Linked DNA regions of Mus musculus: region 1 is linked to region 2. A link is a contact called in public promoter capture Hi-C data. All regions are on one chromosome and are shown on one strand. Each heading gives the region's core, a stretch centred on a gene start, on an enhancer-like site or on the middle of the called end of the contact. The rest is flanking DNA. Distances are from core to core; before and after follow the strand shown.

What was found. Promoter capture Hi-C pulls out the DNA fragments that hold promoters and counts their contacts.
Region 1: a contact with region 2 is called in a promoter capture Hi-C map of cranial neural crest. The contact joins the promoter of Mrps2 here to the promoter of Tmem141 in region 2. A contact is called at or near these places in 4 of 39 promoter capture datasets (cranial neural crest, hippocampal neurons, liver and 1 more).

The regions. Positions count from the first base shown.
Region 1 is chr2:28,465,793-28,469,807 of GRCm38.p6, reverse strand. It overlaps Mrps2 (mitochondrial ribosomal protein S2), which reads right to left and starts at 1,742. Exons shown (of 4, transcript NM_080452.3): 1 at 1,666-1,742; 2 at 1,449-1,565; 3 at 858-987; 4 at 1-385. The coding sequence starts at 1,708. 1700007K13Rik (RIKEN cDNA 1700007K13 gene) reads left to right here and starts at 3,484. Exons shown (of 3, transcript NM_027040.1): 1 at 3,484-3,774. The coding sequence starts at 3,539.
Region 2 is chr2:25,620,604-25,624,268 of GRCm38.p6, reverse strand. It overlaps Tmem141 (transmembrane protein 141), which reads left to right and starts at 2,267. Exons shown (of 5, transcript NM_001040130.3): 1 at 2,267-2,335; 2 at 2,595-2,661; 3 at 2,811-2,894; 4 at 3,096-3,203. The coding sequence starts at 2,282. All of the region lies in intron 5 of Fcnaos (a long non-coding RNA gene), which reads right to left.

The sequences.
Region 1 (4,015 bases), core at 493-2,992, 2.8 Mb before region 2:
GTTGCAGTTGGTGTCCACAATGCCCACTGTGGGGATGTTCATCTTGGCTGCATCCCTCACAGCCACATGGGGTTCAAAGACATTGTTGAGTGTGTGCAGAAAGATGATGAGGTCTGGTAGGCGGACTGAAGGCCCAAAGAGGAGTTGTGCGTTAGTCAGCAAGCCACCCTTGAAGTAGCGGGTGTGGGCGTACTCCCCACAGGCCTGGGCTGTAGTCTCAATTAAGTGAGAGAACTGACGATTCCGGCTCACAAACAGAATGATGCCCTTGCGGTAGGCCACGTGCGCGGTGAAGTTCAAAGCCAGTTGGAGATTCAAGGCTGTCTGATCCAGATCGATGATATCTTGGCCCAGGCGGTTCCCAAAGATGTACGGCTCCATAAACCTGCCAAAAAACCCCCAGGGTAAACGGACCCGTGTGCGTGGAGCTGCCCTGCCCCTTCCACAGCCACCTACCTACCAGCCACCCAGGCTCTTACATTTACCAACTCCCACTACTCCTGCCTAGGGAGTGATGGGCTGGGGACACAGGTGTGGACTTGCGCACAGACAATCAGGTTTGTGGCTCAACCTGTCCCACCTTCTCCCTGTGGAGATTTGAGAACCAACTGCAGATAAACATGAACCCAACCAAGGTGCTCTGCCCAGTTTAACTCTCTAGGGCCACTTCTGTTCTATACAGCAGGTCCTCTCCACCGGGCTCCCCCGCCTGCCATGACCCTCAGTTTTCACCCTGTCTGTGAACCAGCATCAATACTAGCACTGCACTTGGTGTTGCCGCAGACACCCCCACCCTGCCCCCACTTCCAACCCTGACCCAACTCCACCACTCTGCCCACACGGCCTGTGCCAACTACCTATGGCGGCAACCAGCTTTATGTCCCAGGTGTACTCGGGCCTCGAAGAGGCTCTTCACAGAAAACAGCTCCTTGACATTGAAGAAATCCGAATGCTGTAATGGCGTATCTAGGATCCTGCTCTGGAAATCTGAAAAAGAGAGTAAGGGCAGACACTGTGGCCCATCACCAACCAACCAAAGACTCACCAGTCTCCTGGGAGTGGGAAACTCAAAGCTGTGAGGAAACGCCAGGAAAGATCTGGAAGACACAGGGGCATTTTTGCAACACCGAGGGACTAGTGTCAAGGTCTAAAGTGACTGTGTGCGGGGAAAACCTGGCCAAGTCCTCTTCCCTTAATCTCCACAGATGTAAGAGGAAAACGAACCAGGGGCCTCGTTGACTTCGGGTGCCTTAAACGCCCCTCCAGAAGACCAGCAAGATGGACAGATACAAAAGTAAGTCTTCACGGGTTTCGAGAGCTACCAGGCCACAGGGGTTCTATCTCCCTCCCACCACACTTAGATTGGTACTGGGTTCCTTTGGGGACCCTGCAATGACAACCTCTCCACGATTCCGCGCCCCGGCCCAGCTCCACCCGCTGATCTTTACCGTCGCCATCCTGGGGCTCGCTGACTGCGGGGACCGGGGCTCCCGTGACCTTCCTACCATTCTGCTCCGCAGGGCCCGGGATCGCCTTCTGCAGGAAACCTGGCCAGCGCCGCACACCTGCGGGGAAAGAGCCGGTGGGGGCGCGTCCAACCCTCGTCCCTGTCCTCCCCTCTCGGATCCCCGGGTTCCCCCCATCTCCGAGATTCACCGCGCTCACCTGCACACAGCAGCCGGGTCAGCACGGCCGGAGCGGGCGCCATGGCGGGCGCGTGGACAGAGATCCTGCAGAGACTCTTCCTGCCCGGCAGAGCGCCTCCTCCTCTGAGCGCGCGGGGTCGCAGCGCCGCTTGCTGGCCCGGAGGACCCTCTCCGCTGTGCACCGCTCGCTGCGCCCGCATCCTTGTAAATGGGCGAGTTGGCACTGTGACCAGTGGTCTGCACTCAGCTGGGACGTGGGGCTGAGCTAGAATGAGCGACCTCTCACCCACAGCTCGTTCCTCTCGATAAAATTACAGCATCCTCTGGAGGAGGCGACCCTCTTGTTCAAATTGGTTTTTAGAGGTTGTTTTTAGGGTTGCTGTTTTTTTTTGTTGTTGTTTTTGTTTTTGTTTTTGTTTTGTTTTGTTTTGTTTTTCCTGAGACCCGGTTTCTCCGTAGCCTTGAGCCTTGACTGTCATGGTATTCGCTATGTAGACCAGGTTGGCTTGAACTCAGAGAGCAACCCGCCTCTGCCTCTGGAGAGCTGAGATTGAAGGCATGCCCTACCACCGCCCCGTTTATTGTTTGTTTTATAAGTGCATTAAAAAAAACTATTTATTTTATGTATATGAATACACTGTGACTATCTTCAGACACACCAGAAGAGGGCATCAGATCCCATTACAGATGGTCGTGAGCCACCATGTGGTTGCTGGAAATTGAACTCAGGACCTGTGGAAGAGCAGTCAGTGCTCTTAACTGCTGAGTCGTCGCTCCAGCATGCATTTTTTTTATTTTTTAACATTTGTTTTAGTTTTACTTATTTTTTGCCTACATGTATGTATGTGTACCTTGTGAGTGCCTTGTCCCTGTGGAGAGCAGGTGTCTGACCTCCAGGAACTAGAGTTAAAAGTGTTTATGAGTCACCTTGTAGGCTCTGGGAGTTGAATCCAGGTTCCCTACAAGAGCAATGAATGCCCTAAATTGCTGAGCCATCTCTCCATCCCCAAATTACATTAAACTATGACGACAACAACGATGACATTGACAATGATGACGACGACGATGACAGCAACAACAACAACAACAATCTCCCTGACTGGCCAGACATTCATAGAGATCTGACTGCCTCTGTCCCCTGGGTGTTGGAATTATTGGTGCACACCACCACACTGTGCCCTAAGTAATTTTTTATTGTTTGTTTTAAAATTACTATTTATTTTTATTATTGTTGTTAAGACAGGGTTTCACTATATACTCCTGACTGGTCTAGTACTCTCTTTTTAAATCAGGCTGGCCTCGAACTCAGAGATCTGCCTCCTGGCATTGCGCTAGCACGTCATTAATGCTGAACTATGTGCATGGTTCACAAGATCATTTTTTATATTTCACCAATATATGGCCTAGGATTCCCTAAATTTAGCAGCACCTCACATCTAGATTTAGGCTGAGTTGTGGGGGTATTGGGTGATAGAGGCCATGGCCAGGACAGTAAACGACAGACTTGTACTTGCTCAGGCAGAGATTGGAAGCACCTAATTCCTGCCTATTGGCTGGTGAAATCCCAGGTTCTAAGGTTTCATTCGTCCAGGATCTGCCTCCTAGTGCATTTTGGGACGATACAAGGATGTTCCCACAGTCCCAGAAAAAGGTCAGCGGATCTCCCTGAGGAGCAGCGTGTGGAAGCTTGGAATTCCTTGTTTAGAACTTACGGTCTCCTTTGTTATTCGCCCTCGGGAAGATTCTAGACTTGCCTACAGCTAGCTGCTAGCCAAAGCAACCTACAAAAGACCGCCCCACCTCCTGATCAGGTGACTTCATTGCCTAGCAACAGGACGCCTTGCCGCAGCAGGCACAGACTTGATCTGGGCTAGTTTCCTGCGGGAGGCCAAATGTCTGAAGAAAAACCTCAACAGTCCGCGGAGGAGCCGGAGCCGGGGGAGCCCAAGGCTAAGCCCGCCCCAGAGGAGCCGGAGCCGGGGGAGCCCAAGGCTAAGCCTGCCCCAGAGGAGCCGGAGCCGGGGGAGCCCAAGGCTAAGCCTGCCCCAGAGAAGACCAGCGACTACTACCGCATTAGCGAGAAGCTCCCAGTCAGGTTCAACAACCCGGGGTGGTTTCATGGCTACGGGTAAGGAAGACTGAGGTTACCTTCTTCATGCAGCAGGGCGGCCCTAGCTTTGGCCATGTGTTTGAGAACTCTCAAGTGGCTGTGGCTACTGAGGTCAAAAGGAGCCAGTCATGAACCTTTATTTGTGTCATCATTACTGTTAGGGTCCTGCTGTCTGAGCAACCACAGAGTGAACGTGTGTGAATATAGCCTTGTTGCAGGCAGGGGATGTCTCTATTTTTAAAGCTTCCCTGAAAGCTGT
Region 2 (3,665 bases), core at 1,018-3,517:
TCTGGGAGGACAGTGTCCTGCTGACAGACACAGGGAAGCCTTGGGGAGCCGGAGGCTTGGCCAGGAGCTCAGGGGTCCCTGGGCAGATGCTCACACTGGGCAGAAGGTCACACCATACCTAAGAGCAAACTGGGGCCCAAACGACTGAGTGTTGCTGAGAGCCATCCTTGGCTCATTCTCAAAAAACAGGTTTCTCTCTCCTGGAAGGTTCAGAGGAGGTGGCCTACAGTCAGCCCCATAATAACAGAGCAGTGTTATGTCCAGGCTTAGGCCCAGGAGTTCAAAGACAGGACCCACCATGGGAAAGATGCTCCACATGAGCAGGCAGGCCGGCCAGGAGCTCCCTGACCGTTGATAAGCACACAGCCAGCCTTGCCAATCATTAGGGATCCTGGCGGTCACCTGGCAGAGAAAAGCGAGCAGCAAGTGAGGGAGGTGGAGGAGCAACATGGGTGAGGCCTACTGACGGGGGCCCTGAGGAGGAGAAGCACCCAACAGCTAAGCCAAGAGAAATGGGGTGCAATAGGTGCCAGCATAAGGGGGGACACAGATAGTACCTTCATCCATGAGGACACACGGACCATAGCAACAAACTGGAGTCACTCTTTGGGGCAAATCTGGGGACACCAGGGACAGCCACTGTTCCTATGTTAGGGAAGCTGGTATCTTAGAGCCTGGGCCAGGAATACAACCCAACTTGTTCTCCATAGAGCAGCAGGAAGGGCGGGGGAAGGTTCAGAAGCCAGGTGGGAGAAGGGAGACAACAGAGGCTGGAGTGGGGGTCTGAAGACAGAGGGGTGCCCACTCAAGGGCTTCTCCCTAGATACCCCGGGGCTCCCAAGAATCCTGAAGGGAACAGGCACTGACTGGGAATCCCTGTAGAGCCCCTTCTTCATGACTCTTCCACTGTTTGGTACCAGCTAATGCCAGATGGCAACACTTGTGGGGCTTTTTTACTTTTAGAAGTATCTGTGTTGCTCTAGATTTTATTTGAAATATTATTTAATTAATAAGCAATAATCAACCTTTTAAAAAAAACTTTTCATTTCCTGTGTGTGTGTGTGTTGCCTGCATATATGTCTGTGTAGCACATGTACCTACTACCTGTGGAAGCCAAACAAGGAGAGTGGATCTCTGGGACTGAAGCTACAAACGGTTATGAGCTGCATGAGAGCCCTGGAAATAGAGAGAGCACTCTTAACTGCCAAGCCATCTCTCTAAGCACCCAATTATCATCTTGAAAGAAGGAAAAGAAGAAGGAAGGAAGGAAGGAAGGAAGGAAGGAAGGGAAGGGAAGGAAGGAAAGGAAGGAAGGAAGGAAGGAAGGAAGGAAGGAAGGAAGGAAAAGGAAGGAAGGAAAGGAAAGGAAAGGAAAGGAAAGGAAAGGAAAGGAAAGGAAAGGAAAGGAAAGGAGGAAGGAAGGGAAAGGAAGGGAAGGGAAGGGAAGGGAAGGGAAGGGAAGGGAAGGGAAGGGAAGGGAAGGGAAGGGAAGGGAAGGGAGGAAAGGAAGGAAGGAAGGAAACGAAATGTGTATCTGGGTATGGTGGCACATGCCTTTAGGCCCAGTACTTGGGAAGCAAAAAAAGGCAAATCTCTGAGTTGGAAGCCAGACTGCCCTACAGAGCAAGTTGGACAGCCAGGGCTAAGCAGAGAACCCTTTTCTTAAAGAAAAGAGGGGAGGGGGAAGAAGAGAAAGAAGCGGGGAGTGGAGGAAGAGGGCGAGGAACTCTGTGAACTTTTCCATAGGACCCCATGCCCTGACACCAAAAAAGGGTTCGAGTGAACTTCTGGAATTCTGTTGTGCCTTTCAGAGAGAGAACCCTTAACTGTAGTCTTAAAGTCCCATCTCATGTAGTAAGAACAATCAATGTGGGGGCTGGAGAGATGGCTCGGTGGCTAAGAGCTCGGACTGCTCTTCCTAAGGTCCTGAGTTCAAATCCCAGAAACCACATGGTGGCTCACAACCATCTGTAATGAGATGTGACTCCCTGAAGACAGCTACAGTGTACTTACATATAATAAATCTAAAACAAAAACAAAAACAATCAATGTGCTCTATGAGTATGAAAATGAGGGGTGAGGAAAGTTAGGCCTGGTTCGAGGTCACAAAACCCCCAATTTCAACTGCTCTGTCACGCCCATCAGAAGCTCGCGGTTATAGGTCCCGCCCCCTAAGCCGGACAGAGCTTGACTGTCTCTGCTACGTTCTGCGTTCTGCGCAGGCCCGAGTCTTGAGCCCCGCCCCGCCCCCCAAGTCCTCCCTGGCAGAACCTGACCAACCATGGTGAATCTGGGCTTGTCCCGTGTGGATGACGCCGTGGCCGCCAGGCACCCGGTGAGAAGGCTAGCCTGGGGGCCAGAGAGCTGACCCTACGATGCTGACCTGAGGCAAAGTAGAGGCAGGGGAAGCCCTGTCAGGGAGTGGAGGAGTGGGGGAACCCTCCTGACTTAGGGATAGGGCACGCTAAATGGGTTTAGGGGAGGGTGGAATATATCCATTCTCCCTCGCCAAGGCCAGGTCGTGGCTAAAGGAGAAGCAGGAGGCGAGGAAAGAGAACTGAGCCACGAACACCTTCCCCGCCCCCTAATCCCAGGGACTCGAGGAATTTGCTGCCTGCCAGTCGCACGCCTTCATGAAGGGCGTTTTCACTTTTGTCACAGGTAAGAGGTCTTGGGGAGCAAAAGAATTCCTTAAAGGGGTAAAAATGTAACCTTTCGTCCCACCCTGTCTGTCCAGCAGGCGGCGCCAAGTCATCCTGCCTGCAGGTGCAGCAGGTACCCTGACCAGCACTTTGCTTGGCTCTTGGCAGGCACTGGTGCGACTTTTGGCCTGCTGATGTTCATTAAGAGGAAGTTTCCATACCCTGTGCAGTGGAGCTTCCTAGTGTCTGCCAGTGAGTACTCCACGGTGGGTGCCTAGGCCCTGAAATGCATCCATTACCAGTGACTCTACAGTGTTGGTGTGTTTCCAATAAAACCCTGACTGCGATCCAACCTGTTTGGGCTGCAGCCTACCCACCCTGTCTGCCCAGAACTAGCTTGTGCCAGGTCCCCTTCTGAAAAGTGCACCCACCCTCCTGCTTCCTGTTCTCCAGTTGCAGGATCTGTGGCCAGCTACAGAGTGACAAGTATGGAGTGTCAGAAATGCAGCAATCTCTGGCTCTTCCTGGAGACCGGGCAGCTCCCCAAAGACATAAGCACAGGTGAGAGGGGCCCAGAGGGACAGCTAGCAGTTTCAGGAAGGCAAGCCCACAAGACTCAAAAGACGGACTGAAGCCTTTCGATCTAGCCAGTCCTACTTCCCCCCGGAGAGGCTGGGGCTAGAAGCAAGCATAACAAAGATTGAGCAGTGCATTCCCAGAAGGAATATCCAAAAATTATGGTGACCCTGAGACAGAGGGAAGGGCCTTGTAAGGTGTGGGGCAGGACACAGCAGCTACACAGACAACTCAGGAAAAAAAGTGTCCAGGGCTGTGACCCTGAATCTGATACCAAGATGGTGACCTCAGGCCTGCCCATGCGTGTTTCTGGGCTCAGATTTTTTGTTTTGCTCTTCTGAGGAAAGAGTCTATAGGCCAGGTTGGTCTTGAGTTCCTGCTTCTGCTGCTGCTTCCTCCCATGCTTAGGACCCTAAGTCTGTGTAACCACATCTGACAGGACCTTTT